Linked DNA regions of Mus musculus: all the other regions are linked to region 1. The links are chromatin contacts, called in public Hi-C and promoter capture Hi-C maps. All regions are on one chromosome and are shown on one strand. The core of a region is the stretch at or near the end of the contact, and the rest is flanking DNA. Distances in the headings are between cores, read along the strand shown.

Evidence for each region. Promoter capture Hi-C pulls out the DNA fragments that hold promoters and counts their contacts. A called contact is a pair of places that touch in the nucleus more often than the background predicts.
Region 2: a Hi-C map of uterus shows a contact between it and region 1, with 7 times the contacts expected there. The contact joins the promoter of 4921504A21Rik here to the promoter of Pmpcb in region 1. A contact is called at or near these places in 1 of 484 Hi-C or Micro-C datasets (uterus) and 1 of 115 datasets of contacts at active chromatin or transcription factors (astrocytes).
Region 3: a promoter capture Hi-C map of pre-B cells shows a contact between it and region 1, with 6 times the contacts expected there. The contact joins the promoter of Klhl7 here to the promoter of Pmpcb in region 1. A contact is called at or near these places in 4 of 39 promoter capture datasets (cranial neural crest, liver, pre-B cells and 1 more), 1 of 484 Hi-C or Micro-C datasets (B cells) and 1 of 115 datasets of contacts at active chromatin or transcription factors (astrocytes).
Region 4: a promoter capture Hi-C map of pre-B cells shows a contact between it and region 1, with 4 times the contacts expected there. The contact joins the promoter of Fam126a here to the promoter of Pmpcb in region 1.
Region 5: a contact with region 1 is called in a promoter capture Hi-C map of embryonic stem cells, with 2.7 times the contacts expected there. The contact joins the promoter of 2700038G22Rik here to the promoter of Pmpcb in region 1. A contact is called at or near these places in 1 of 39 promoter capture datasets (embryonic stem cells) and 1 of 115 datasets of contacts at active chromatin or transcription factors (astrocytes).
Region 6: a contact with region 1 is called in a promoter capture Hi-C map of liver, with 4 times the contacts expected there. The contact joins the promoter of Rint1 here to the promoter of Pmpcb in region 1. A contact is called at or near these places in 7 of 39 promoter capture datasets (the 3T3-L1 cell line, cranial neural crest, embryonic stem cells and 3 more), 1 of 484 Hi-C or Micro-C datasets (B cells), 3 of 115 datasets of contacts at active chromatin or transcription factors (astrocytes and embryonic stem cells) and 1 of 9 other capture datasets (liver).

What each region holds. Positions count from the first base shown.
Region 1 is chr5:21,734,153-21,739,241 of GRCm38.p6, reverse strand. It overlaps Pmpcb (peptidase (mitochondrial processing) beta), which reads right to left and starts at 2,082. Exons shown (of 13, transcript NM_028431.2): 1 at 1,966-2,082; 2 at 233-373. The coding sequence starts at 2,064. RefSeq lists an enhancer at 4,810-5,089.
Region 2 is chr5:19,224,367-19,229,455 of GRCm38.p6, reverse strand. 4921504A21Rik (RIKEN cDNA 4921504A21 gene) reads left to right here and starts at 2,901. Exons shown (of 3, transcript NR_102342.1): 1 at 2,901-3,315. It overlaps Magi2 (membrane associated guanylate kinase, WW and PDZ domain containing 2), which reads right to left and starts at 2,410. Exons shown (of 23, transcript NM_001170746.1): 1 at 1,867-2,410. The coding sequence starts at 2,167.
Region 3 is chr5:24,098,656-24,103,744 of GRCm38.p6, reverse strand. It overlaps Klhl7 (kelch-like 7), which reads right to left and starts at 3,155. Exons shown (of 11, transcript NM_026448.3): 1 at 2,871-3,155. The coding sequence starts at 2,990.
Region 4 is chr5:24,027,822-24,032,910 of GRCm38.p6, reverse strand. It overlaps Fam126a (family with sequence similarity 126, member A), which reads left to right and starts at 2,221. Exons shown (of 11, transcript NM_053090.3): 1 at 2,221-2,432.
Region 5 is chr5:23,848,592-23,853,680 of GRCm38.p6, reverse strand. It overlaps 2700038G22Rik (RIKEN cDNA 2700038G22 gene), which reads right to left and starts at 3,084. Exons shown (of 4, transcript NR_045042.1): 1 at 3,060-3,084; 2 at 1,526-1,560; 3 at 921-963. Gm42228 (a long non-coding RNA gene) reads left to right here and starts at 642. Exons shown (of 2, transcript XR_880875.3): 1 at 642-983; 2 at 3,551-4,227. It overlaps Snord93 (small nucleolar RNA, C/D box 93), which reads right to left and starts at 1,448; the gene lies at 1,404-1,448.
Region 6 is chr5:23,784,776-23,789,864 of GRCm38.p6, reverse strand. Rint1 (RAD50 interactor 1) reads right to left here and starts at 2,154. Exons shown (of 15, transcript NM_177323.4): 1 at 1,983-2,154; 2 at 1,530-1,575. The coding sequence starts at 2,024.

The DNA.
Region 1 (5,089 bases), core at 833-3,332:
GCTCCCTCCCAGACAAGGTGCCGACTAAAGACTGTAGCAGCCAGCCGGGCAGTGGTGGCGCACGCCTCTAGTCCCAGCACTCAGGAGGCAGAGGCAGGCGGATTTCTGAGTTTGAGGCCAGCCTGGTCTACAGAGTGAGTTCCAGGACAGCCAGGGCTACACAGAGAAACCCTGTCTTGAAAAAACAAAACAAACAAACAAACAAACAAAAAAGACTGTAGCAGTGACTTACTGTGCACGTTGAGAGCCCAGAGTTTTCAGAAGCTACTCTGAGTCCATTTTCCAAACATGTCACTTGTGTCTCGGGGACATTCAGCACAACCTGTGGGGCAGCCTGTGTGCTTCTTAGTCGGTCCCCTCCAAAGTACAACGGCTGACGGGAGGAGGAGGGAAAGAGAGAAAACATTACTGTCCTGGTGTTCAGTGTCAAACAAAACAACCTCAAACAGACTCATTCCAAAACCACTTTCCTAGCCCGGGGTGGATGTAATCTGCTATGTGTGTCTGTGTGTGTGTGTCATTGGCAGAAAGCGCGGAGAATGAGGTCCCAGTTCTGGTTCCACTGGGCTCTAGCAGTAGCCTAGGAAATGTTCCTTAACCAACCGCTCTGTCAAACAGGCAACACTTGAGAGAACATGCCTTTCTCTCCAAGAACGGGAGCAGTTAGCACATTACCCTTCAACAAGCACCCTGATTCAGCTACCTCTCCTACAGATGCTTCATATTCACTAAGGACAAAAAGTCAAGAAACTGAAATAACAATACAAAACTGACTGTGTAGAAGTGAGACAGACGGGATGCTCCTGTTCACAAAGGACAGACAGAAACAGGACAGATGCTTCAGAGGCTCTCGGGCCAACTGGTTTGACTACAGACGCTTCAGCAGCTTTTTCATGTTTTCATATTGAAATGAGAAAAACGTATTTCCTAAACCCTGACCCAAAAACCTGAGACTGACCTAACCGCCAGACACAGTGGTGGTTTGAATAGGAATGGACCACAGAGGCTCACAGATTTGAACACTTAGTCATCAGAGAGAGAGACTACTAGAAGGTTGGAGGAAGTGTGCCACTGGGGTGGGTTATAGGGTTTAAAATGCTCAAGCCAGGTCCATTATCTGTCTGTCTGTCTGTCTGTGTCTATCTCTTGCCAACCCAGATGTAGAACTCTTGGCTCCTTCTCCACCACGTCTGCCAGCACTCTGCCATGCTTCCTGCTCTGATGATGATGGACGAAACCTCTGAACTGTAAGCAGCCCCAGCTAATGTGTCTTCCTTTATAAGAGTTGCCATGGTCGTGGTTTCTTCACAGCCACAGCCACAGGTACTTAAGAAATGTGTACGAGCCCGCACTGTCCTGCTTCTGTGACCCAAAGGCTTTCTGCTCCCTGATCAAATAATACACCATGACCTGACTGTGCCCTACTGTGTAGGGGCAGGCGGATCTGAGGCCAGCCCGATCTACAGGGCAAGATCCAGGACAGCCAGAGATGTTACACAGAGAAACCCTGTGTAACAACGATGTCTCAAAATATCAAAACCAAAAGCAAACCCAACTTCAAATTCATAAAGCGCTTGTCCTAGTTTCCTTTTCTCGAGAGAGAACAGCCCGACATACAATAACATTGGTAATAGCAAACTAACAGACAGACAGACAGACACACACACACACAGAGAGAGAGAGAGATCCCTTTGGAGCAAGACAACTCTCAAATAAGGAAAACGCTGGGATAAAACTCGGATGAACTGAGGTTGACGCTGTCTGGTTTGGGTGTCCATGGGCTGAGGATGGCGCTGTCTGGTTTGGGGGTCCACGGCTCCTTTTCTTACCTCCCGCGGGTGGCGTGGAGGGGGAGCAGCCGCCCCGCCCCCTCTGCGCCCGGCCGCAGCGCCCCGGGATAGCGGATCCGGAGGCCCGGCCCAAAGCACACCGGGAGCCGCCGGGGCACGGCGGAGCGAGACTCACCTGAGCAGCGGCGCGGCGAAGCGGAAGCCTTCGTGTAAATCCCCACAGGCGCCGCCGGGCCTCTGGCAACAGCGTCCGGGATAGAGCGGCCGCCGCCATCTCTGCGGTGGAGAAAGTGGAGATGTACTTCCGGGTCATGACTCCAGGCCCCAGAACTAGAGGCTGGCTCCACCCTGTGGCGGCAGCAGGAATTGCAGTCTCTGAAATTCCTTTGATTCTGTGTCTGGGCTTAGAACCCTCAATCCCTTCACCCTTTGACTCCCTCCCCAGTTCGCTCCAAATAATCAGGTCTGTAGAAATGATGTGCAAGACACACAAGGGACAAAGTGAACGGAACATGTATCCCCAGGCGGTTGGAGTTAATCAGAGAGATCCAGTGCGGGAGGGACAGACACATTGAAGGATCTATCATGTTGGTCTTCGTTGTTCTAATGTTTATAGCGTTGCTTATTCTATTCCATAGGAATACCTTTGCCGAGATTGCTACTAAAAGACAGACGCTTTACAAACATAATCTTACATTCTGTTACCATGATTTAATGTTATTTACTTCCACGTCTTAGGGCTCTGCCAAAACAAACTGCTCTTACCCGTTCCTGGGTGCCTCTTTATCCACATACACTCTAATGAAACTAAAATTTGTCAAATAGCCACTTTAGCCAATTGTCCCAGGGTTTGAGGCTTAACGAAAATAGCAAGCACTTTTTAAAATTAAAGCTTTTTATTTAACTTATTATGGGGAGGGGGTGGGTGCATGCCACTCCAAGCTTGTGGAGGTCAGAAGACAACTTTATGCAATCAGTTGCCCCTTCTACCTTTGCATGAATTCTGGGGGTGGAACTCAGGTGGACAGGCTTGCACTGCAAGTGACTTTACCCGCTGAGCTGCCTGCAAGCCCCTAGCAAGCTCTTTTCTGTGAGGAAGCGACTATTACTTTGCTAATTTTACAGTGGGAACTGAGGTATTGGCTGCCTAACAGGCTGTTTAACACTAAAGAGTGTGCGCTGTAACTTTAGAAGTTGGAGTTCTGTCTAACTTGACCCCTTGTTGCCTAATACCTAATTTACATTATCGTTCAGGTATCCTTTTCCCACCCAGCCTCCTCTTTTAACTATTCACCATTTAACAACAAGACAGGAAAATCCGGGCCGGGCGTGGTGGCGCACGCCTTTAATCCCAGCACTCGGGAGGCAGAGGCAGGCGGATTTCAGAGTTCAAGGCCAGCCTGGTCTACAAAGTGAGTTCCAGGACAGCCAGGGCTACACAGAGAAACCCTGTCTCGAAAAGCCAAAAAGACAGGAAAATCCCTTGGGCGCCTCATTGTCAGTTTGTAGCTGTAATGGTGACAACCAGTCAAACGTCCAAACCAGGAACTCCATGTCACCTTTGGTTCCTGCCTCTGACTTTCCACTCTGACTTCTTGCTATTTTATCGATAGCCATTCTAAGTGTAGAAGTTTAGACAACTGCCCTCCAGCTGGCGGCGCTGTTTGCGAAGGTTGTGGAACCTTTAGGCAGTAGAGCCTTACAGTAGAAGGCATTGGGCACAGACTCTGGAGGTTTCATAGCCTGGTCCCACTTCCCGATCTCCCTGTTTCTGAGCTGTGATGCAGCTTGATAGCGCCTGTTCCTGTCGCCCTGCCTTCCCCATCACGGATGGATGGAAGCCCTCTGGAACTGCAGGTTATTTTATCACAGTGACAGTAAAAACAAAACAAAACAAAAACTAGAAAAAATGGAATCTCAACATAGTTTGAATTTGCATTTCTCTGAAAGCCGTGGGTCGTGAGCATTTTTTTGTTCAAATATTTGTTGGTCATTTGTACTTTTAAAATCTTTTTCCATTTTTGAATGTATGTGTCGTGCATATTTTTGGTGGGAAGGACCACCCGTGAATGCGTGTGTTTGGTGTGTGTGTGTGGTGTGTGTGTGCACGCGCGCGCGCGCGCGCGCACGTTACATGAGAAGGTCCCAAGCTAACGCTGGGAGTTATCCTTGACCACTCTCCTACCTTGTTCATGGAGTCAGAATCTCTCACTCAACCTGAGCTCACTGATACGGCTCGTCTCTCCAGCCGGTTTGCTCTGAGGATTCCCTGCCCACCCTCCATTTGTACAGTAAATATGTTCACTACGGAGCCATGGCCCTGCCCCCCGTTTCTGATTTTAAGGGAAATGCTTTCAGTTTTTCTCTGTTTAGTATAATGTTAGCTCTAGGCTTACTGACTGTATTATAGTCTTTATTATGTTGGAGTATGCGCCTTCTGTTCCTAGGAGGATCGTGAAGGAATTTCTGCATCTACTGACAAGGTTGTGTGGTTTCCATCATATTGCCTTTACAAGGTATATGTTTACTGATTTAAGCCATCCTTGTATCCATGGGATGACACCAGTTTAGTCATGGTACCCCATGGTTTAGCCTGTTGGTGAATTTGCCATGATCCTCTTGGAAACTTTATATCTATGTATCTGAGGATTTTTTTCTCTCATTTTTGTTGTTGTTTTGTCCTTAGCCAGTTTGGCCTCAGGAGAATGCTCCTGTAGGGCGTCTAACAGTGTTCCTTCTCGTTCTCTGTTTTATTGACTAGTGTAAGGCACAAGGACTTTCCCTCTCTTGTAAGAAGCTGGTAGAATGCAGCAGAAAATCTATGTAGGATGAGCTTGCCTTTGCTAAAGGCTATGACTGCCATGACCTTGCTCATTGTGGATGTGCTTAAATTGTTTAGAAACGCCCTCCCCCACCACCTCCCCCCTCCCCTGCCACCTCCCCCCCAAACCCCAGCTTCTAATTTTGGCAGGTCACAAACATCAAGGAATTTGTTCATTTTTAGTTTTTCAAGCTGTGGGTTTCCTTGGGCTTTGCTGTAACCCCCCCCCCATCACCTCGCGTTTGTAACCCCCCCACACACATCCCCATCACCTCGAGCTGTATGCTTTATGCTAAGTCTCTGTGTGCTTCTCCAGTTTCTGTGGTTTCTCTTGCTGTGCCTGTCTGCTGCCATTGCCCTGTAGTCCGCTGAGTTTCAGTGAGCTCTTTTGATTTTTTTTAATAGTTTGGATATCCTTTGGGACCTAGACTGTGCCCTATTTTTTAATTACATTTGTTTACTGGTTTGGGGAGGTGGT
Region 2 (5,089 bases), core at 1,652-4,151, 2.5 Mb after region 1:
GCTTGTGAGGCTGATCTCAGGAAAAGTGTCTCAGCAAGCCTAATTTCCCTCTCTCACCCACAGAGCAGTAGGGGAGAAATGATTTTCAAGGGCTGTTTTCTGATTTCCATATCACACAGTGGGCATATCCATTCACCCATCCATAAACCATCAACCCCTAAACAAACAGATATTTTAAAAGCATTAACTTTTGCAGTTGTTTTCCTTTGCAAACACCAATATTTTTTACCACCAAATAACGGTATTGGTCAATTGTAGTAAACTGAACCCTAGCCTTGAACTTCACATTTGTTATCTATTGCTATTATGTAGTATCGTAACCTAAAATGTAGCAACACAATTTTCTGAATTTGAGTTCAAAGTATGTCACTTTGGAAAATGCTAGGATAGTAAACCCTCTTCTTCAGGGTCATATAATACTGCATGTCTATATTAGATCATCTAAAATGACATACGATGGATACTCAATAAATCCCACTGAAGATGTTTTCTTCCTTGACAGCTTAGCTTTAGAGAAGTTTATGAACCTTTATTCTCTCTTGTTTACTTCGGAACTTTTCTTTTTACATGTTAATTTTATTCTGAAAAAAACAACTGCTCTATATAGTATTTCTTCATAATGGATCACAGCATGAAGAGCAATTCTGATACAGTAATACTCAGAATTTCAACACTGGCGCAAGACAAATAACAATAGATAACAAACTGTCATACCATGCTGGTATGTTTGAGACAGATCTGTCCTGTCCACCTGTGCCACCCAAGAAACTGCATTACCACCAGAGGAAAACAAAGGCACGCTACATTTGTACAATAAAGTCTTTTCTAATGAAAGTTTTCTCTCAGGACCACAATTTTATTTCAAGCAAAGACATTTTTTCAGCAAGATTCCAATCTCTCTAAATTAACTTCACAGCCTAGAAGAGACTTGACAGAAGCCAAGTTAGAACACAGGGAGCCTGGGCTGTTGACCAGCTTGCATCTCCATCCACCTCTATGCCACAAACACGCCCCCATGTCTGGAGCTAGAGGAGAGTCCAACCACAGAGAAATCCTAGTCAATAAGAAAATTCCAGTCAATGAAGAATACTTAGGGGAACCCTTGTAATGCCGCAGTCTGCCTCCCCTTCCACATTAGAAAGCTCTCCCAGCTCCCCGCTTCTTAATCTCTGCCCCTCCTCCTGCCTGCTGGCCAGGGGCGATCTCTAGGGTTAGTCAGTCTGCACGTGACTCACGGTGCCCACATGACATGACCATGGGCGGGGGAGAAAGACCGAGGAGTGAAGCAGGGAAAAAGTTACTGAACACTACCGGTCAAAGCGTCCAAACCAATTTGTCCCTTTCCTTCCTCTCCCGTCAGTGATCCCTAGGGAACCGCTACGGACCAAGGTGTCTCCAGACTAGTTTTGGATATCCTGCAAGGGGTCTCCACTTGCCCCAATATTCAGAGCTTCTCCCATTCTCTCTAGCGACAGCTCTGCACCTCAAGTTGCTCCATCTTCCTTTCTTCCTCCTCCCTTGCTTTCCTCCTTCCCCGAAAGCTCTGTGTCCACTGTGGACATGCCATTGGCGCACATTCTATTTGGCCTAAAGCTCAGAGGAGGTCAGACAAGGCCAAGCATCTTCCAAAGGGGAGGGTCCAACTGGGCAAACTAAGTTGCCTGCTACAGTACCACCTGGCTTAGCCGGCCAGCCAGCCCCCCAGTCCCGGTCCCCCTAATGCTCCGAACACAGTTACCGTGCTCTCTGGACCCCACCCCGCGGTGGCGCAGCATACACCCATCCAACACCCGCGCCCACCCTGTTAATGCCATCCCCACGCCGGGGTCCCACCGCCAGGCAGAGCACCGAACAAGCTGCGCTCACCTTGCTTGACACACTTGAGCCGGAGGGGGTCCTTGCAGTGTTTGATCACGGCCAGAACGTCCCTGATGGTGAGCCCCGCCACGGGGGTCTCGTTCACCTCCAGCAGCAGCTCCTCGGACACCAACTTGCTGCCGCTTTCATAGGCCACCTTGCCCGGCTTCACCTCCCCCAGGTAGGGGAACTGTCCGTTTTCCGCGCCCCCCTTCAGTTCAAAGCCCAGCTGGCCCTCCGGGTTCCTGCCAATGACACTCTCGTGGACTTTGCTAGTCCAGTGGCTTTTCTTTTTCAAGCTTTTGGACATGGCAGTAGGGTGAGTCGCCTCAGTTCCAGAGGGTCCTTTGGGAAGGAGGGTCTGGGAGTCAAAATCGGGATGGAGGAGCAAGGGGGCCAAGGGAAGAGGGTGGCAGACTTTGCCTTTCTCTCCCTCTGCTCCGCGCTTTCCCTCTTCTTTGGATGGAGTGTGGCGGAGGAAGGGGGAGGATGAGAGGGACGGCTGGGCAGAGGTAGGAGAGCTTGGGTGAGGTTGTGCTGTCCCTTGAATGACACTCAAGGCTTTGGCCCCGCAGCGGAGGAAGCTGTGGTGGCGTTGGCGGCGTTAGCGGCGGTGGCGGCGGCCGAGCCAGCGCGAGCAGTGGCCGAGCTGGTGAGCGGGTGGCGTGGGGGTGGGGAGGAGGGTAGGGATGCCGGGGGCCACTCCTGCGTGCTGCGAGTGGGGAGCGCGCGCGCGCTCGCCGGCCTCTGTGTTGTTAGCCGATATCCATGGCAGCTGCAGTGGCAGCGGTAGGGAGCGCGTGTGTGTGCGCGTGTGCGCGTGTGTGCCTGTGTACTAGTTGTACTGTACTGGCAGGATGCAAGCGGGCGGCGGGGAGGGGGGAGCGTTGGGGGATGCGAGCCGAGGGAGGAGGCGCGCGCACCGAGTGGAGCGCCAGGGAGGGCTTCGCCGCCGTCTCCCTCCCTCCGCGGCTTGACCCGGTAGTGAAGGCGCTGGGAGAGGCAGGCCCCGGGCCGCCCTGCAGCCTGCGGGAGGAGGCGGGAGCCGGGAAGGAGGGGAGCGGAGGCCCGACATGGGCAGGCCGGTGAAGAGAGCCGGGATCCCTGGGTGGACCTGTCTTCAGCTTCCCTGTGAGCCGGGCTGCTAGCCTGCAGGACGCCCCGACTTGCCCACACCCCAACACTGGACAAAGCAGAAATCCGGGGAACCCGATGCCGAGCCTGGTGGCCCATCTACAGCACAGTCTTCTGGGGCTCCATCCTGCCACAAGGAAGCTGGAGTTCGGGGTCCCAGCATGGAACTGCAGAGGGCCTGGCAGGCGGAGCCCGTGGAGAGACTTCACTATTGGCTCGCTCCACTTTTTACAGTCTTTCATTCCTCGCAAAGTTCTCAGAAGTGCCCCTCCGATAGAGGAAAGTTAGAGGAAGGAGTCTGGTCGTCCTGGATGCAAGAATAAGGTGAAATAACATCTGCAGAGCAGGGCCATGTGTCCTCTTGGAAGAAACTGAAGAGGATTGAGTGGAGACAGGATAGAGGAGGGCACCTGCCCTAGTTGAAGAGTGGAGAGGGGCGGTGGGGTAGGTGTTAGGGAGATAAATGGAGTAAGAGCCTAGACATATAAATGGTGAGTGTAACCTGGACAGGAGTCAAGTTTTAGGTTAATCAGACAAACAAGTCTGCTACAGGAAAGAAAAGAAGGCTCTTGGTGGAGCGCTGTACCCCCATCTAGCTCCTTCCCCTTCTCCAAATTTAGAGCCAGGTGGAAAGCTAAGCAGGACACAGGGGGCTGAGGGCTGCTGACTTCTCCAGTCAAACCCTGAGTGGTGCTTTTTGAGTTTCCGTAGCTTACATTCCATTTGCTTAACTTTGAAATAATATGTTTCAGGCAAAAAGAAAAAAAAAAAAAGGAACCACTCACCCACTCATCTTTGTAAATCAGAGTATGGGAAGGAATTATCAGCAGTTAAGAGCTTTGATGTCTGGGATGTAGTGTGGGAGGAAAGCAAGGCGGTTCAAAAGGCTTAGCTGACCCAGACAGAAAAGAGGGGGTGTGTATCCTGGCTCTGGGGCTTTTCAGGAGTGCCACGTTTAGCAGGCTGTTCCACCTTTCTCTGGTTGTTTCCTTTTAAATAGGGGTAACAGTACTAGTGGGGCCTGGTGCACTGAGAAGACAGACAGGCAAGGCAGGGAAGGGACTGCCCCATACAGGTTTGTTGGCTTTGAACAGTAGGTTCTTCCTCTTCAGCCCCACCCCCACATCGTGGAGAGGACAGCAAATTAGGTCAGAGCTGAAGATCTTTACAAAGGATGAATTTGCTTGACTTTGTGCCTTTTTCCATTTGAGAAAAGTTGGCTATGACTGGTGAGGACTACCCAGTCCTTGGCCTTAAGGAATGCTCCTGAGCCAGCAAGATTTCCATTGAAAGGCCAGTCTCATGAAAAGTTAGGCTGAGGATTATAAAGCACCATTCTAAGTGGAAAGTGATAGAGGCAGTGAAGAACAGAATTTGCATTTGTTTAACAGCAGTTACAAATTACCTCCAATGTGTCCGCTGTTATTCTAATTGTTTATCACGTATTATGGTTATATTATATAGTTTATATACTTTACAGGTGAGGAAAGGAAGGCACAGAGATAGATTGGACAGAGATTTATTTGTTTTATGTCTTACAAAGTTATGCACCTAACCAATGTGACAATAATTTTATGCATTCAGACCCTTGCAGGTTGTCGTCACACCTGTATGTAGTCACTGTCTTGAGCTACTCCCTCTAACCCATATTACTTAGCACATGTCATAGTAGGACTCAGTATAGTGTGACCATGGTTTTAGGCCTGTTCCTTTTGTGGGACAGAAGAAAAACAGGGAAGCAGCTGCTTTCCCTAGGAGGCTCACTCATACCATTCTTAAGCTGGCAGAGCCACAGAGCTCTCTGTCTGCTCCTAGACCACCCTATATTGACTTGTATGCAGCTATTGGAATCAGAATCTCTAAACACCTCTCTCTTCCTCCTACATAGTTTTTTATTTTGTCCACTTGACACACATTTATATTTTTTTGGGAAATAGAACTGCAATTGAAAAAATTGCCTCTGCCAGATGCCTATCAACAAGTCTGTAGGGCATTTAAAAATTATTAATAATTGATGTTGAAGGGTGAAGTGATCCCTACTACTGGGAGTAGTACCACCATGGGCAGGTGGTCTTGGGTAGACTAAGAAAGCAAATTG
Region 3 (5,089 bases), core at 1,906-4,405, 2.4 Mb before region 1:
ATTCCCATAGCTAGAATGCATCAGATTTGTCCCTGCAATGTTGTGGAGGGTCTTGCATGCTTTCTTACAGTATTTTACTGGATAAGAGTTAGAAATCTCAGGGCAAGCTTAGCAAAGTATACTTAGAATCTTCACTACAGCCAGGTATAGCAGGCTACATTGCTATTAGAAGCAAGTTGGTGAATTCTTCTGACAAATGGAGATTCCCCACAGACACTTAAAAGAACAGCCAAGTTACCTTCATATGCAAGAATTTACCAAGGCCTAGGAAATAGGGGTTCTGGTATTGCATTATTCATGAGGTCTGCTAGATCAGAACCCCCTGGTGGTGGGCTTAACAATAGACTAGCATTACACCTGGCTCCCTTCTTAGAGGTAAATGTGGCCTGGTCTCCGCCATCTTTTGATGTATGCATTCCTTTTGTTTTGTGTCACTGTAACTTAGCAGGGAAGTGTTTGCCTGGTTTCTTGTTACTCTTCTGTATAAAAAGTAGGTTGCTCGATTTGACAAATTATACTCAGATTCAACATGCTCTCTCCTGTCGTCTCTGTTTGTCACCCACTTTTGCTGACTCCTTCACCCACCTGCAACCAGAGACCCGTTCCACGAAGATAGAAGACAAAAAAAGGGGATAGTCTGTTGCACTACCCTTGTCCAAAAATCTGCCTGAGGCTAAATTGGAAGGTAATAGATTAACAGCTTTGGCAGAGATTTCAAAATATCCTACTATTAACTGTGTGGTTATCAGAGCCATTTTTATATAGATCTATAATAAAAAGGAAGAAGATGAGCAAGGAAAATATATAAAATGTACAGTTTGAGGAGAAAAGGGGCACCAGGAAGTGTAATGGTCCTTGTGCTCAAGGAGATGAAAAGTTGTAAAAACCTGATTCTAACTGTAATATAAGGGTGGTGACCTCAGGGCAAGACTCCATCCAATTAATCTTTCAACTTGTGAAAAAGTTTAGGGCCAGACACACTAGTACACACCTTTAATCAATCCCAGCACTCAGGAGGCAGAGGCAGGCAGATCTCTGAGTTCAAGGCCATCCTAAACTATAGACCAAGTTCTAGGACAGACAAGATTAAGCAACAAAAGAAACTACAGTGAAAATGTTTTGAATAAGAGGTCCGTGTTCCGCCTTTAATCCAAGCACTTGAGAGGCAGAAGCTATACAGAGAAACCCTGTCTTGAAAAAACCAAAAAAAAAAAAAAAAAAAGGGGTCCGTGTTCCAGCCCCAGCAAGCATCAGAACTTGGCAATAAAACCATAAAACAAAGAAAAATACATGAATCCATTAAGGTGATTAAAATGCTCTAGGAGTCTATAATAGCTCAACAAAAATAAACTATGTGAATCAGTACAAAATGGTACTATGCATCTTTGTTAAATGCAGGAATCCTCCAAGTTGATAAAAATGCTACAGGAGTCTGAAATACACCATAAAACAGATTAAATTAGCCACAGTAGAAGGGTCAGATCCCTGAGTGCTCACCAAATATCCATATTCTTCTTTGTATTCAATAGCATAACCTTGATTTTTCAGTAAATCTCATAACTGTATTTCTATTTTAACAAAAAAGATGTCACAATATTCTAAAGCTAAGTCTAAGAAATATGAATTAATTTTAAAATCAAAGAACTAAATAACATGTTGGTTCAGACCATCTTCTTGTAACACCTGATGGATGCTGTGACTTTGTTGCAGCCTATCTAAGGAATGAGGTAATGCTTTGCAAAGCTCCAGCCCACATCTGCCACAGTTCGGGACAGTAGGAGTATACCAGAATGAGCTTAAACAAATTTAAGCACCAGTGAGTTCGATTTAATTACCACTAGAGGTACACATCAAAGACACTTGCAATCTCAAATCATCAATTCTGTAGATCTCAAAAAGGTTACACAAAAAGAACACAAATATGAAAAGAGATGCATTTTAATAAAGAAGCCAGCCATTCACAGCTATTTCAGCATAAAAACCAGGAAAGATATAGGCATTGAAAACATAGTATCTATCCGCTACAACCAGAGCAGTGTGCCATCTTGTGAACAAAGAGAAGACTGCTGCGACCAGTGTTTGGCCTTAAGAAATCAGGAGTTGGTATCTTCCGAAATAAATCTTAAGATTCTTCTGCTGCCCATACTCACAGCAAAAGCGTCAGAAAGCCGAATTAGGTTTTTTAATCACTCAAGCTTATCTGTAGTGCTTTGTCCTCTTGAAAAACAGATTTCAGAGTCAACAAACTGACAAACATCCCCAGAATCCATAATGTGTTCTCTACCAAGTAAAACTCACGGAACCAAAAACCAACCAAGTGGTGTTCCCCTGCTTACCGGTCTATTGGAGGTTATAATCTAGTTAATTCTATCAAACACCTATCTACCGTCTCCATCGTTAAGCCGTGCCTTTCATAACCCACCTTTCAACCAAATGCTGCGGTTTCTCCAATACACGGCAAAATCAAAGACAGCACAAAGAGATCCTCTTGGTTAACAGTGGCGCCAGAACCCTTAGAAAACTGCTATTTACTGGTGACTGGCGTCGCCCTAAATGACAGGTGATTTATCAACTCGTGCCACTTGGGTGACAGGGCGGCGGGGCGGGAGCCTCCCTCCGAGAGCTCCAGATGACACCGCACGGTAAGGGAAGGCTCCAGGCCTCACGGGGAACTGGATGAGACCGGTTACACAACCGCCCCGGAGGCCCCCCGCCCGCCGCAGGAGTCCCCGTCGAGCGGGCCTCGGAAGCCCCGTGGCGGAGCAGGCCGTCAGCCAAGGCGCCGGCCCCGCCGCCAGCCTCCGCCGGACCCCTGCCCACCGCCCCGCACCGCCCCGCACCGCCCCGCACCACCCCGCACCGCCCCGCACCTGTTTCCTCATGTTGTTCATGACGCCCATGAACCCCGCCAGCAGCTTGGCTTCTTCGCGAGCCGCAAGTTTCTTCTCAGTTTTCTTCTTGCTACTCTTTTCCACGCCGGAGGTGGCCATCCTCTCTTTGCCCTCTGCGGGTTCGCGGCGACAGTTTGCCCGCCACACGCGGCAGTCTGGAGCACGGCTTCGGCGGCGGAGCTCGGAGAACTGCGGGAAAGCCGAAGGAGGACGAGACGAAGCCAACTCGGCCACGGTTGCAAGCGAAGGGAGTCCCAAGCATGCGCACTGGGTCGGGCGGGGGGGGTGCGCTCTAAGGAGGAGGGGGCGGGGCAGTGCGTCACAGCCACGCGACGCCCTAGCAACCGGCTGCGTCGCGCGGTGCGGCGTCCTCAACAGTGGGTACCCTTCGGCCTGATCCAAGCTCGCGTGTGCTTTTCTTCTACCAAAGGCCGACTTCCCAGGTTTAGATTTCGTGATGATCTATTTTGGATAATTGTGTAATAGAACAAACTAAGACGTCTCCCTATGGCGTAAGCTCCCTGAGAACAGGGTCAGTTCTTCACTGCCTTTTCAGACTGGGGCTCATTGTAGGCGCTCAGTAACTATTACAGGAAAATTGCATACTGCAAGGCAAAGGTTATTTAGGATAAGCACAAGAGTTACTTGTTTGAGATTCAGAAAGCAAAACCATTGTCCTGTCGATTTCTCCTCTCCGTGACATGCCTGCCTGTTTAGTAGGCTGTCTTTCTCATTAAAACAGATCTGGTGGGTGATGGTGGTGGTGGAGGCAGAGAGTGGTGGACTACTGAGAGAAACCCTGTCTGGGGAAAAAAACAAAATCAAAAAAACCAAAAAACTAGAGAGCAGGTGTTAGTTCCAGCCAACTTTATTGAGGTTTCCCCGGGCAGTTCTACTGGAATACAGAACTCAGTCCTAGAACTCACAGAAACATGTTCATAATGAGTTTTTTATTTTGCTGTTTAGGAATACACAGGACTGAAGTCGTTATTTCTAGTAATGAACTTTCTACATAGCCTCAGTTTTCTACCTAGATGTATGAAGAACTAGACAGAAGTTTTATGTAAAATGATCTAGACCGCTGTTGATCTAAAACAATAACTGCTTAAAAGAAAATTAAATAAATTATTTTAAGCTGCATAGGGTCAGCAATGGCCTAAAAAGGGATTGAACATATCCTGGACAGTATGTTTCTTTATAAAAGAGATTAGATAAATATATTTATCTGCAGGAGGTGGGGGAAGAAAGTTAATCAAGGCGTTTACCAGATACACTGGTGGGAGCATCAAGTTGGTGGACCACAGCACAGTGAGAAAATCCTTTTGGAAGTTTTAGACGTCATATATATATGATGCCCCCTTTCAACATGTTTTATTTAAGATAACTTTTAAATTAAATATATTCTAATCATATTTTTCCTCTCCCTCAGATCCTTCCAGATCTTCCTGTCCCTGCTCACCCAACTTTTTTTTTTTTTTTTTTAAATATATTTATTTATTTATTATATGTAAATACACTGTAGCTGTCCTCAGACACTCCAGAAGAGGGAGTCAGATCTTGTTTCGGATGGTTGTGAGCCACCATGTGGTTGCTGGGATTTGAACTCCTGACCTTCAGAAGAGCAGTCGGGTGCTCTTACCCACTGAGCCATCTCACCAGCCCTCACCCAACTTTTAAGTTGTTTGTCAAACAAACAAATCCAATACTGTAACAAAACCAAGAAAATATATAAAATGACACCCCAAAAGAAAAACAAACATCAAGTTGTAATTAAAGAAAAGTGCATGCGTGCTTGTGCATGCAAGTGTACACACATACACACACACATACACACACACACACACACACACACACACAAAGCTGGAGTCTATTATATGTTTGTCAACTATTCCTGAAAATGAGACCTTCTCTGGAGTGATTGGTATACACCAGTGTCACGCCATTAAACAAAACTGTTTTTCCCTCTCCCAGCGGGTATAAATGACAGTTTAGTTCTTACCTTCATCCTAGTGGTTTTCATGCATTCACTTTTTTAAAAATACAACAAAATAAAATATAAAACAAGACCCATTACTTTGAGATTGGACCAGGCAACCTAACAAAAGGAAGAAAACCCTTGAGAAGACACAAGAATAAGAGACCCACTTGTTCACAGACAGGAATTTAAACAACAACAACAACAGCAACGCACTAAACTG
Region 4 (5,089 bases), core at 972-3,471, 2.3 Mb before region 1:
CCCCACCTCCTATTTCCTGCCTCAACTCATTGGCTATAGACATTTTTTATTGACAGATGATGCTTAGAAGAGATTCTCTACAAAAAGAAACCAAAACCCAAACCATACCCTATCCCAAGTGCTCAATACCCAGATTTAGTGAGTTGTTGCCATTTTGGACAATGCCATAGAGACCACTCCCAGCATTGCAGGCCCCACTGTGAATGGTGCTGGTGTAAGCATCTTTTATCATGCCTATAGCTAGTTTTGCTGTAAGCTGGTGTGTGACCTTTCACCCTTCGCCACACTCGTTCTTGTGCTTCCTGGCCACTTTGTGACTTAGGGCATGCTGCTCTCTTTCTGAAATGGCCCTTGACTTAAAACATTTGGTTTTTTTGGTACTAAATATTGAACTTGGGGCTTAGCACATACCAGCCGGTGCTCTACAGCTGAACTTTACCCTCTGCCCTTTGTAAAAATAATTTTGATGGGCTCTTACCAAGTTGCCCAGGCTAGCCTCAAACATGTGCTGGTAGCTGGGAGTAGAGGCTTGCCCTTTCATCTCAGATGTACCCATCTTTTCAGATAGACTCAGACATCTTCCCTGTGGAACTCTTCATTTTTCTTGCCTTGTGTTCTTTTTGCCCATTGGGCATGGTTGTGTTGGATTTAACACCATCATCTTGTTTTTGCAATGTGCTTAATGAAGCCTAACAACATGGCCTGGTTGACTTCATGTATGTATATACATATGTATATACAATGTTCAATATATATATATGTATATGTGTATGTGTATATGTATATAATATGTGCTTATTATTTCTTTGGTATGTTTTAAAAACTTGCTTAGTGTTTTGGGAGACATTTTGTCATCTCTAGCATTAACTTAGAATGACTTCCTTTCTTCCAGGTTGAAATTTGCCTTCTTCCTCTCTTTCTTTCTTTCTTTCTTTCTTTCTTTCTTTCTTTCTTTCTTTCTTTCTTTCTTTCTTTCTTTCTTTCTTTCTTTCTTTCTTTCCTTCCTTCCTTCCTTCCTTCCTTCCTTCCTTCCTTCCTTCCTCTCTCTCTCTCTCTCTCTCTCTCTCTCTCTTTCTTTCTAATTCAACCAGATTTGAGTTGAGAGGGTTGTAATAGGGGGAGCTCGGAGCATATGCTGTATTGGCTATATATATATATATATATATATATATAAAACGTTATCTGTAGGATAAGTAGGTGTGGAAGACGAAAAATGGCTTATGGAAAAAAGTAGAGAAATATACTTAATTTTTTTCTAAAGAAAAATATTTATTTATTTAATGTGTATATATGTATGGCTGAGTGTGTATGTATGTATGTGTACCATATGTGTGCAGATACCTTCGAGGCCAGAAGTGTCAGATCTGCTGTACTAGAGTCCTGATGTGGGTGCTGGGAACTGAACCCCATTCATCTGGAAGATCAGCAAGTGCTCTTAAGCTCTGAGCCAACTCTCCATCCTCCCTTTTACTATTAAAATTCTTTTAATTTATGTGTGTGTGTGTGTGTTAGGTGCATGTGTACCTGGATGAGGGCAGAGGCCAGAAGAGGGCTACTGATCCCCTGAGACTGAAGTTATAGAGGTTGTGAGCTTCCACATGGGTGCAAAAGCAGTAATATTTTTTTTAACTCTTCAGTTGTCTTTTAGACACCATATTTGAAATTTTCAAGGCTAAAGTCAAAAGCAATGAACATAAGAAAAGGTAGTATTTTAATTGCTATTTCCGAAATCACACAGACACAGACAGACAGACAGACAGACAGACAGACAGACAGACACACACACACACACACAGACACACACACACACACACACACACACACACACACACACACCCCACACACACCCCCCAGAATCCGGTCAAATTTTGATATACTTTTGGGAAATGATTCGAGTAATTGAATATCAGCTTGCTGTCCTTTTCTGATTACGTTTTAAAGCATCTGGTAAGACTTAAGGTCTAAAGGGCTCAGAGAGATCCTGAGACCTTCATGGAACTTCTTAGTTGTCACCACTAACCACACAGTCAATCGTCTCCCCTGGGCGTTCCCGGACCACGCCCATCGCGCAGACCACGCCCACTCAAATCGCCCCCCCCCCATCAATAGTTTCAGATTCTCATTGGTGGAGAAGTTGTTCTGGGCCCACCCTGGGGGTCAGTGATAGGCTGATCCAGTGTGGGACGGTGGTGGTTGGCTGCTTGGGGACGGGTCTCTGGTGGTGCCTGTCAGAGAGGCTGGCGGCAGTGGCGGCTGTCCGGGCTGGGTTGTCAGTCAGAGAGAGGAGGGAAGATGGCTCGCCCGGACTCGTGCTGCTAGAAGGAGAGGGGCAGGTGGCGCGGCTGCCGGCGGAGCGCAGTCGCCCGGTCGCCGTGGTCGCCGTGGTCGCCGTGGTCGTGGGGGGAGGCCGCGGTAGGTCCGGAGCTGCTCTGGTGAGTCTGCCGCGAGCCGTACGCCGGCCCCTGAGGCGCCGGGAGACCGAGAACTTTCTTTGGTCTGGGAGGAGCGGGGCTGAAGCTGTTGCCGGCGGCGGGTAGGACTTCGTCCTGGGGCGGCGGCCCGTTGCGGGTAACGGCTCCCGCGCGAGGCGCGGCCCGAGAACCCTAAGTTGGCCGCGGCCGGCTGCCCGCTGTGAACGAGGCTCCGTTCCCGGTTGGGCGATGAGCTGGGGGTGCCCCAGGGTCGGCCTAGCACAGAGCCCACCGTAGCCTATGGCCACTGCCCACCCGTCCGCGCCGCCCAAAGCCTGGCCTCGCCGCCCACGCTGGCTCCGCAGACCCGGTGCTCTTCAGAGCGGTGCTCGCTCGGGTCTTGAATCCCGTGGGGCTGGGGGTTCGGAGTGCCAGACCGGTCTGTCTGTCCACCACCAGGAGAGCTCCTCTTCTGCCTGCGCCGCGCTGGACCCTGGAGTTCTGCCTCTTCTGCGGCTGCTGTGACCGCCCTCGAGGATCGACAGGGTTTTCTGTCCACTGAACGGTTTTTTGTTTTTGTTTTTTTGTAAGCTTCTTTCTTTTTTCTTTCTTTTCTTCCTTTCGTTCTTTTTTCCTTCCTTGCCCCCCCCCTCCCCGCACGAAAACACCCCAGGTTTGCAAGCTTCAGCAAAACTGGGTCTCTGCCCTGCAGCGTGCATGTGTTTGCTTTGTACCTTTAGAGTTTAGAGGTTCCTGAAGAATTTGGCCCTAGTGGTTTTGCACTGCACTGAATCGCTTCTGGGATAAAACGCTATTGCACGCGGGCAGCGGCTCCACTGCTCAGGTAGGGGGAGTGCTGCTGCGATACAGAGACTGCTACTGGTTGCATGCAGGGTAACACTGGCTTTCTGTACACTGGGTGTCCTTTGGGTAACAAGGTAGGTTTTGCAGGAGATGTGCCAGCCCTGTGGTTCATGCCACGCGTTGCAGTTTGAGGTTTTCAGTTGTTACAACTTTTATCTACATAAAGCCACAAAGATTAGGGTAACCTTGAAACAATGCGATAGTTCTGGGAGGTGTGTTTTCCTAGGACTGCTCTGTTGCCAATGGCACCAGCCTCCTCCCCCCAACCCCCACCCCCGATCGTTTGTGACCACTTTTCCCCTTTAGGTGAATACATTTTAAGGTTTATAAGATGACTCTTTGTATCACGTTTTTGAAGTACACTGAAGGACAAGAAAGGGGAAAGGTTTCTTTGTCAGGAGTGGTATCAAAATCAAGTATTCAGATAATTTCACTTTAGTAGTAAGGGGGAAGCCCAGCATGTATTTAGAAACCAGACTCTACAATTGACTCATTTTACAGTCATTTGATTTATTAACATTATTTCCAGAAACAAATTAGAAATCCCGTTAATAATCAGTAGCTACAGTCTCTGGGTATGCATGCCAGGTGGAGACTGGGTTGGGTCAATGCAGACAGAGTTCTGTCTTTCCTTTCATCAGGCTTGGTGGCAAGAGCTTTTACCACCAGAGCCATACTGAAGGACCCTGCTTTCCTTTTTCTACTTTTTTGTTTGTTTTTATTCTTCTATTTTATAAAATCCCCTTTGGTTACATTTTTAAAGAATGGTGTAATTTTGACAATAAGTTTAAGTATATCTTCTAGTTCACTTTTATTCAGCATCCTGTTGCCTATTTGTAATCAAGCCTAAGAAATCTTCATAGGTGACTTTTAAGAGTGTAGCTCCAAAACCAGTCATAAGATTACTTATGGCAATAAAGTAGAGATGTGTGAGTGAGACTTTTCAAGAAAATGGAAGGAAAGAAAGGAGAAAATGCTGGCTATGGAATAGCATTTCTCTGTCTTGGCCACATATAGTATTTTGCAGAACTTAAAATTTTTACTCTCAGAAGGAACCTTCCCCACCCTGTTTCCAGCAAGGGCAGGATAGGACCTAGACAACAGCATTTAATTAAACAAGAACTCTCTGAAGTATAATACATACATATTTCAATTGTGACACTTAATATTTAATATGTTAATATTTATAAAATCATTGCCACAATTAAAATAACAAACCCACATATCACCTCCTAAGATTGTTTGTATCCTTTGTTTCCTTCTGATTCTTAGGGAACACTTTCTGTTGGTATTGGATACTTTCCTGTAAAGTTTATGTTTTTAAACATATTGTTGATTTCCTAGATATTTTTAATGTGTGAACATGGTTGAAAAACCACTTGAGGGGCAGGAGAACTGGCTCTGTAATTAAGAGCACTTGTTCTTGCAGAGGACTCTGGTTTGGTTCCTAGTACCCACATGGTTGCTATTCACAACCATTCTTAGCTCCAGTTCCAGATTAGATGCCTTCTTCTGACCTTCAGAGGCACCAGGCACTCGTGTTTTTCACACACATTTGCAGAAAAAAACACTCAGACATGTAAAGTAAGTCTTTTATAAGAAGCCCCCCACAGTAGAGCATAGGTCGAAAGAATTTCATGTTTGTGCATGCATGAATAAAGAGCAGCGTCAAGGCAAAACCTCTGCCGGTGGGTATGAGGTGATTAATCCTAGTTAGTCCTTGGGGAGCCGGAGACAACGGTGATCAGTAAGAAATACATTTCTGAAGGCAACATCTCTAATAAGAAACAAGATAATGACGACTGTATTTCTTT
Region 5 (5,089 bases), core at 1,835-4,334, 2.1 Mb before region 1:
TTGGAGATGGGTAGTGTCTGCCAGTTGGATGAAGATCTGGTGAGACTGTGGCCACCACCCCACCCCCACCAGACCATAGTTGCCAAGTTTACTCTGCTCATGCCTGGGAGCGCCACAGCGCATCATCGTGGACAATGTAAAGCTCTTTCACTCCATATATTCAAGACTCTTACTTGGAATTATGAGTTCTCTGAAAACATTAACTTTTTGCTTCATTTCTCTACAGAGCATTTGAACATAATGAGGCATTGACATGGTAGTTTAAATCACATAGGCTATTTGCTCATTCCAGCTACAGCTAGAGTACACATGGTGGGTATTAAGCCAGGACACCAAAAGGATCCTACCATACAACTCACTCTCCTGGGAGGACTAGATCTCTCAACTATGTGTTGGACAATTCTGAGCTGCCAAAGTTTAGGGCTCAGCAATTAGGAGCCCTGGCTGCCTGCTCTTCTTGGAGTTAGGTTCAATTCCTAGCAACCAAGTGTAACTCCAATTCCAGGGGGATTTGATGCCCTCTTCTGGCCTCCACGGGCACTGCACACACATGGTACAGACATGCAGGCAAAACATATAAAAAAGTTTTATAAATAAAACTAAAATTTTCAAAAAAAATTTCTTGATGCCCTCTTCTGGCCTCCAGGGGCACTGCACACATATGGAACAGACATGCAAGCAAACATAAAAGTAAAAATTTTATAAATAAAGCCAATTTTTTCAAAAGATCTTTTATGTTAACATTGTGACATGTTTCAGAGTAGGGCTGACGCATAGAAAACTAAATAATGGAACTTCGTTCTACAGACACAAAATTCTCATGCTCTCTATATACAATGAGAATGCCTCAGAATTCACCCGTTCCCGATATGAAGGGGAACAGGTAACCTAAAACCTTGACTCTACACACAGATGCCTACCTTCTCTTCTAGAAGTCGGACCAGTTCATCTCAAGCTCCAGAGCTGCAGAAGGAACACCAGAGGTAAGTACATCTGCAACCATTACTTAATAAATAAAGCAACACACCCATGTGTGGACTATGTTGACATTAACCATCTTTTAGTATAAATAGAACACTTAATGTACTACCCAGTACATTGGGTGGATCTACTCAGAAATGTTTGAACACAACTTGAAATGCAAAGCCATATCACCCTCTAAGTATTAAACATTCACCAACGCTCCCATTTATTACATTTATTATTTTGAGTGTGCACACACGTGTGCTAGCACACACATGAAGGTGCAAGAATAACTCTAGAGAGCTGGCTCTCTCCACCAGGTCCCAGAATCAAAGGTAACGGGCTTGGCACTGCTAAGCCCTCTCACTCCATTCTCCAACCCCTCATCTACTTTAAAAAGACATGGGGTGACTGCATTAAATTCCTGCCTGTTCTATTGGCCTCAGGTAAATCCTTTAACCCATCACAGCAGCGTATCCAGTCAGGTTAGAGTTCTCATCCTTGGCCAAGAACTGTTCCTGGAATTATGCCTGGAAAGCCAAACTTGCCATCTAACACATACCTTGAATTCATGATCATCCTGGACACAGCACTCATCTGCTCAAAAGAAAAAAGAACCAGCACTGTTACAAGCAGCAGCCACAGCTTCCTTCAGAAAGGACCTTCCTGGTGGCTCCTAGCTGCATCTGGTGATGGAAGGCCTGCCTCTGACTAGCATTTATTCCTGCACAGAGCTCTAATCTTCATACTGCTGACAGCTGGGAGTCCATTTTATTCCCTCTGGGCCATCTTTCCCACTATTTCCACCCCAGAAGCAAAAACTCTTAATGTTTAGAAGCAAATAGTACTGCAGGTAATAGCAGTACTCTTCCTTTAAGAAAGTGAAACATTTTCTCTGATTTCAAAACCAGAAGCAGCGTCAGATGTGTCTCCTGAGCCTGAATGAGGAAGGGAAAAATAACTCCTTACCTTAGAAGGTGGCTCATGCTGCCCTTCACTCTCGAAGGGGCTCAACAGAACCCTAACCTCTAACGGAAAGAAAACTACAACACAGGGAACTTGTTTACAAGAGCCCACAAGCCTATTTTTCCTCTAAAATGTCCTTTACCAGGCACAGTGGCTTATGTCCATAAATGCCAATACTTAGGGTCCTAGAGCACAAATATTCTCTGGGCCAGTATGACAATCTGTCTCAATAATCTAATAATCTTTTAAAAAGATTTATTTCTTCTATATGAGTGCACTGTTGCTATCTCCAGACAACACCAGAGGAGGGCATCAGATCTCATTACAGATGGTTGTGAGCCACCATGTGGTTGCTGAGAATTTAACTCGGGAACTCTAGAAGAGCTGTCAGTACTCTTAACCACTGAGTCATCTCTCCAACCATGATATTTACTTTTAATTGGTGTCTCAATCAGTCACCTCTTAAACAGGGAGGACTCCTGGGTGCTCGCTAAACACCTATACCCGGTCTTAGGAATTCCAAATCACGATTCCTAAATCATTGCTTATAAGTCACCTTGCTTAAGTGCTAATCCAGTGGCTCAGATTTCTCCCAGGACCCAAAACCCAGACAGGCTGGGTCTGTGTCAGCAGTAGGGTAATCCAGGTCCTGTAGGCAGAGGTCCCTGCTGGACTCGGTTGCAGGTATCCGCCTGAATATACCCTCAAACCTTAAAACAAATGAGCACAAAACAAAAAGCCCAGCCTTTGTGCCAAGCAGCAATTAAAGGACACGTGCGGCGGCGAGGACGCGCCTGCGTGGGCGAAATCACCCCTGCCCTTGCTGACACTGGGATTATCCTGCCTCCTGCTACTTTCCGAGCTCTGATCTCATTCGCTTCCTAAATAGTCGATGTCCCCGTCATCGGAGTCCTGGGCGGGCGGGAAGCCCCGAGTGTGCCCAGGACCCGGGCTGTCCGGACGCCGCGCCTCCATCCGAGAGGGGACAAATCCGGGCAGCGCAAGGCTGATCGCCTGTCCCACACAGAAGGGACGCGTATGGGCAGGGACCCGCGCCACGGGCGAGCGCCGTGAAAATCGCCAAGACCACGTGGCGTGGTCCTGGGACTCGCAATGGGGAGAGTACTTACCAGGAGCGCGCCGCGGCGGAAGAGCTGGGCGCCAGGGCGGGACCGAGTTTAAAACCGACCGGACATTGAGCACCGGGGCTCAGCCAACCAGAGTGGCCCAGCGCCCCTCCTGCCCGCCCCTTCCCCCGTTCCCGCCTGACTCCAGCGCCGGCCCTCACGCGCCCCCTGGCGGCACCAGAGCCACTGGCCCCGCCCGCTTCCCCAAAAAGACTTAAACTATGTCTGTCTGTGATATTTGCATGTGCTCAAAATGCCAGACATAGGTGTCAGCTTCCCTGGAGCTGGACTCACAGACAGCTGTGAGCCTCCTAAATTGAATGCTGGGAACTAAATTCAGGTCCTCTACAAGAACAGAACACTGTTTAAGCGGCAAACCATCTCTCTAGCCATGTAAAAACAAAACGTAAACCAACCAAACAGACCAAAACATCCGCCATTAAATTCCTGCTACATCCTGCCACAAGTAAGCCACCTTTTATTTCTCCTTATAGCAACAGCCCTCAAAAGAGTTGCCTACTCTTTGTGTGCTCTTGGTATGTTAAGCGTCACAGGCCACTGAGGAACTGAAAAGTAAGACACCACCATGGTACCACTTACACACTTATCAAAACGCCTGCACCCCAGACCCCACTCATCCATTGCTTGTGGGAACGCAAGAGGAGAATTCAGAAGACAGTGGTGTAAGAAGGAACCAACTGAAGCCATTTGGAACAGGCCTTAACTCAAAGTTTAAGTTCCCAAGACCTCCCTGGGTAACTGACTTCCTGCTTGGTGAGTAGAAGCATGGATGCTAGGTGAGTGCACTTCAACATGAACGCTGCAGTTGAGTCCTGTAGGAACAGAGTAAGTGCACCACAAAGACGTGCTCTTAAGGAAGTCCCCTACCCCTAAGTCCTGATTGGTGGGATAACTTAGCACAGACGTTTATGGATTTCAAGCTTAAAAGCCCCGTACCATTCTGGCTTGGGGTTGCAGTTCAGTTCCTGAGTCTCTTCTATGGCCCTGATTGATCAGCAGCAGCCCGAGTGCAATACATCTTTGTCATCTGCTTAAATACTTACTAAGATGTTCGAAGACGCAGTCAGACGGAGTCTGTGCTGCTGTTCCTAACTGGTTGATTTTTGCTGCCTAATTCAAATAAAGATCTTGCTTTGGGGGGACTCTTGAACCTGCTCGGGTTGTTTTGGATTTTTAGACCCCAACACAAGAACATATCTATAGGCACCTTAAACTGTTTCTCTATTTGTTTCTCAGTATGTGTACGTGAGTGTCTTTGTGTTTGTGCTCGTGTTGCCCATGCACGTGGAGGTCACAGGTTGGTGTTTCTTTCCCTCAATTATTCTCCACATTATTTTTTGAGACAAGTTCTATCACTGGGCGTCACTGACTCAGCTAGACTCTTCACTAGTCCTCCCCGCCCTGCAGAGGTCTCTGCAGCCTGCATGGGCATCAGAGAGAGGAGCCTTGGGAGGTGAGGATACAAGGCAGGTCAGCTCCACAGGGCTCAGTGGTCAGCGCTGACAAAACTTTGGCAGTCAGACCTCAGTTATTTATTTTAGGTATACTTAAGCACAGCACAGTGTGGCCAAAACTATCCTTGTGATGGTTTGTTGCATTCGTCCTCGACCAGCCCGAACGACAAGACCACCAGTTCTTCTAACAGCAGTTTATTCGGCAACCTTCAGTCTTCATCTCTCTCCCTCTTCATCTCTCTCCCCCAACCCCGGGCCTCTCACTCTTATATACTCTCAGCCCGCATCCACTCACGGCAGGCCACGTCACCTCACCAGGCACAAGGCTTCAGCCAATCAGGGCGGCAGGGGCGCGTCTCCACCAAATATAGATTTGTTTACACCACCAGCTCTGCATCCGGCAGGCACCATCTTTAAGGTGCCGCTCAGGCAGCCTAAGGGGGAGGCTACAGCCTCCTACAATGGTTACCTCAATCCCACATGCACAGGAAGCATACCTAGGTCAGTCTCTCTGTCTCCCTTCTCCCTCCCCTCCTCTCCCTCCTTCTGAAAGACCCA
Region 6 (5,089 bases), core at 905-3,404, 2.1 Mb before region 1:
AAGAGAGCATTGAATCTCCTAGAACTATAGTTACAAGCAGTTGTTAGCCACACTGTAGGTGAAGTCAGCTCCTCTGAAGAATATCAAATTCTCTTAACTGCTAAGCCCATTCTGTCTGCTGCTTTGTTTGTTTGGTGGTGTAGGGCTCAAGTTCAAACCCAGGGCTCCCAAAGTTCTAGGCAAGAAAGAGCTCTGGCACTTTAACTTCCCAGGCCACTTCAGGCTTTGGGTTTTGTTTTGTTTTATTTTTTTTAATTATTATTTATTTGTTTAAGGATTTGTTCATTTGATTTATGTGCACAGGTGTTTGCTTCCGTGAGTTTATGTGTACCATGTGTGAGCAAGAGCCCTGGGATGGCAGGACTGTACATTTAGACTTCTAAGACTGAAGTACTGAGCTGTCACGTGGGTTCCAGGAACTGAACCCAGGTCCCCTGTAACAGCAGCAAGCACTCTTAAGCACCAAGCCATCTTTCAAGCTTATCAGAAGCCAACAGTAAGAGCAAACTTCCTCCTGGGAGCCACATGGAAATGTGGGCACCCTTTCTCTTACTGTCAAGGTCACTGAGCTTAACTGTTAACATAAGGGCTTTTTAAAAAATACTTCAGGCTGGAGAGATGGCTCAGAGGTTAAGAGCACTGACTGCTCTTCCAAAGGTCCTGAGTTCAGGTCCCATCGACCACATGCTGGCTCACCATCACCCATGATGAGATTTGACGCCCTCTTGTGGTGTGTCTGAAGACAGCTACAGTGTACATAGATATAATAATAAATAAATCTTTAAAAAATACTTCAAAAGCTCCTAAAGAGGTTGGGCATGTGACATCTGTGAAATAGAAGACTGTGGATCTGGAGTCCAAGGTCATCCTTAGTCACACAAAAGTCTGGGGCGAACCTGGGTTACGCTCCACCTTGGTTAAAGAGAGAGAGAGAGAGAGAGAGATTGAGAGAGAGAGAGAGAGAGAGAGAAACAAAAACAGCCCCTTCAGGGTGCTGGATTCCTAATAACCTGCTACGCTTATCTCAAGTGAAATAACAAATATCCAGGAGTCTGACATAGTTTCCTGTCCTAGGTACTGGGTCTTTTCCATGTCACCTACCCAGACCAAGCCCTGGGACCTAAGGTGTGGGCTACCTGCAGCAAACTGTAATTACTTACTCACTGAAGGCAAAAGTACAATTAACCTATTATCAAACCTCTTCCTAGAACCCAGTAACAGTGACCAGCATAACCCCTCTAAATACCTGATAACGAGCTGACAGTTCATTAAAATGGCAGGTCCCAGTGAAGCCAAACCAGTCACTGTCCTAGGAAGGAGCGTCAATGTGCTCTTTCTATATTTCACAGTCTTAGAGAGACAAAAGTCCACGTGCAAAGATAACTAATATTTATTACTGTTTAAACATTGTACAGAAAGAATACTCCATTGAAAAGATAGCAGACTAAGAAACTCTTTTGCAGACTCTGAAAAGGCGAGCTTCGAAGGGCAGCTAGACAAAAAGAACTAAGGGTTTAAAGCCTGCTTACTTTTCACGTCTGTGTTCTTCGTTTCGTCACCACTCTCGGGGCAGCACTGGCAGAAAAACAGGTGTGGCAAACAAGTTAGACTGAAGTAAGTGGAATTCATACAGCGCTCCGAAAGGTCCCATACTGACGGGCGGAGAGGTCCTAGGCGCCTCTCCCAGGGGCATGCCTGACACTACTGCCACCTTCCCAGAGGTCTGGACCACCTCCCCAGGGTCCGAGTTACTCTGCCCGGGCACCGAGGCCACTTTCCCGCCAACTCTCAAAACTGTCATCTTCTGGGACATCGGACATTGCACTGTGACTACCTCCCCAGGGACTCCCTTGCCTGCTTCCGGCCGTGGGAACCACCGCCAAACCACTTCCAAGGTAACCTGTCCCCGGGGCGGAGGTGGGGTCTGTGCCACCTCGCAGGGTCACCAGCGTCCCTTCCCCGGGTTTCCAGGGACGCCTCACCGGGGCTGCCGGCACTTCGCCGATATCGTCAGCCGCAAGCATCCTGCCTCCGCACGAATTCTGGATTCCATGCACCGCCAGCCCGGCCTGCAGAGTCCGGCTAGGGAACACACAGACTGGGCGACCAGACCAGCCTTCTGGGACGCAGGGTTGAGCGCCACCTCGACTTCCTATCACCGACTCTCTGGTTCCGTTCTCTTGGCCTAGAGAGGCATATCTGCGCGCCGCTGTCCTGTTCTGTGGCGCCCCCTGCTGGTTGGATGTCATGTTGGCCGCTCAGGGAACCTGGCAGCCCTACTGCTTCCCAGGCTGCTGAGTTCTGTGCAGGAGCTCTCTCCACTTCTTTGGAGTTACTAAAAATAAAATTCGGCCCTGGCATGGTGTCTCACACTTGGAATTCCACCGTTTGGGAGGTGAAGGCGGGAAAACCAGTAGTTCAAAGTCAACTCCAGCTACACACTGAATTCAAGGAGGGGAGAGGAAGGAGGGGAGGAGAAAATACTCATGATACCCTTAGGATGGTGAGCCACAAGTCGGGAGCGGAGGCGGGAAGATTGCCACTAGTCCCTGCCAGCTTGCTCTATAAAGTGAATTCGGTATCAGCTAGAACAACACCTATCTCAAAATGGCTCAGCGCATAAAAGCATTTGCCACCAAGACACCGGAGTTCCATACTTGGCCCACGTGGTACTAGGTAGGAGTGTCAAAGTGCTCTTTCTATATTTCACAGTCTTAGAGAGACAAAAGTCTACGTGCAAAGGTAACTAATATTTATTTATTTATTTATTTATTTATTTATTTATTTATTTATTTATTTATTTTTGGTTTTTCGAGACAAGGTTTCTCTGTGTAGCCCTGGCTGTCTTGGAACTCACTCTGTAGACCAGGCTGGCCTCGAACTCAGAAATCCGCCTGCCTCAGCCTGTAACTAATAGTTATTACTGTTTAAGCGTTGTACAGAAAAAAATACTCCATTTAAAAGGTAGGGACTAAGTAACCTCTTTTGTAGACTCAAGAGTAAGCTTTGAAGGACAGCTAGACAAAAGGAACACTCCTTCATATATTTTCGAACTGGAAGGTCCAGATCTGTTTGTAGGAGGGTTGAAACATTCTGGGAGTCAGACAGAGAAAGAGCACTCAAAATCTGGCATCCAGTTTGCTGGGCAAAGCCCCCTAAACCTCTACTGTTTTCCAGGGAGGAGGAACTGAATTACTTAGAAGCAAGGGATAGGTAGAGAACATGGAAATTTGACAGGCAAACCCTGGAAGGCAATGCCTTTGAGACCAAACAAATGGGGAGAAAACAGAAAAAAAAAAAACAACAAGCAAACAAACAAACAAAAATCTTTAGAGGAAACAGAAACTACTCCGTGAGAAGAAAACTCACTGAGGTGTAGACATACATGCAGACAAAACACCCATACACATAAAATGAAAAAAAATAAATAAATAAGAGCCGGGTATGGTGGTGCATGCCTTTTATCCCACAACTCAGGAGGCAGAGGCAGGTGAATCTTTATGAATTCAAGGCCAGCCTCATCTACATAGTGAGTTGAAGGATAGACAGAGCTATATAGTGAAACCCCGTATAAACAAACAGACAGACAGACAAACAGGATCTGGAGAGATGGCTTCAGCAACTAAGAGTACTAGCAGCTCTTTCAGAGAATCCAGGTTCACTTTCTAGCACCCACGCAGCAGCTGACAGCTCTCTGTCTGTAACTCAATTCTAGGGTATCTGACTCTCTCTCTGAACTCTCTGGACACCAGACACACACCTGGTATACAGTCACACATACAGGCAAACATCCACACACTTTAAAAAATAAAAATAATAAAATTTAAAAATTTAAAATTAAAACAGGATCTAGGCTATATTATACCATATAGCTGTATCTGAGTCTGCTGACCTTAGGACATTAAGGTATTAATTTACCCTAGCCCCAAGAATGTGCAGCTGTACAAGAATTAGTGAAATGGGCTAGGCATGATGCCACAAGTTTATAATTGCAGTGCTTTTGAGACTGAGGGAGGAGGCTCTTGAATTTGGGATTAGCCTGGGCTATATACTGAGCATCTATCTTAAAAAGGAAAAAAAAACAGAAAGAAAGAATTAATAAAATGATTAAAGACAAATGAAAGAATTTAGGTAGGTAACTACAGAGAATAATCTTAGAGGAAGACAATGTAGAAGCCACAAGTCTGAACTAAATATATGTGACTGTAGTGATTTGAATAAGAATGCCCCCATAGGTTCATGTGTGCGAATACTTGGTCTCCAGTTGATAGAACTGTTTGGGAAGCATTAGGAGGAGTGGCCTTGTTGGAGGAGGTGTGGCCTTGTTGGACAAGGTTGTCACAGTCAGTTGGCTTTGAAGTTTCAAAAGCCCACACCATTCCTGACTTTCTCCGCTGTGTACTTGTGGACAAAGATGTGTGCTCCCAGCTGCTGCCTACCTACCAGCTGCCAGGATTACTGTGGACACACCCTCTGAAACTGTAAGACCCAATAAACTCTTCTTTCTATAATTTCCTTTGGAGGTGGTGTCTCATCATAGCAGTAGGACAGTAACTAAGAAGTGACTCATTTAGCTGGATCTTTCTACTAAATCCATATTTTAAAAGCAAGTGTGGGACTCAGGAGACAGTTTAGTCAATACAGTGGGGACCTGTGTTCAGATCCTGCTAGTCATGTAGAAAGCTGGTCACAGCAGATCTGTGTAATCCAAGCAGTAGAGAGACAGAGATAAGATCTTTCGACTTGCCAGCTAACCAGTCCAGTTGAGCTCCAGGATCAATGAAAATTATTTACAAAAAGTAGGGTGAAGGGGCCATGGAGATGGATCGGAGGTAAGGGCACTTGCCAAGCAAGCCTGACGACTTGGCTTCCGTCCCCAGAAACCATGTAAGGTAGAAGGAGAGGACCAGCTTCTGCAGACTATGCTCCAGCCTCCACATGTACGCATGCCCACATCATAAACACACAATAATAATAAGTAACTAAGGTAGAGAGTGAAAGCGGAAAGCACCATGATGGGCCTCAGGTCTCCACAAACTCAGAACTGTACATGGACCTTAGTTTTTGATATTTTGATGGTCTTAGGCAA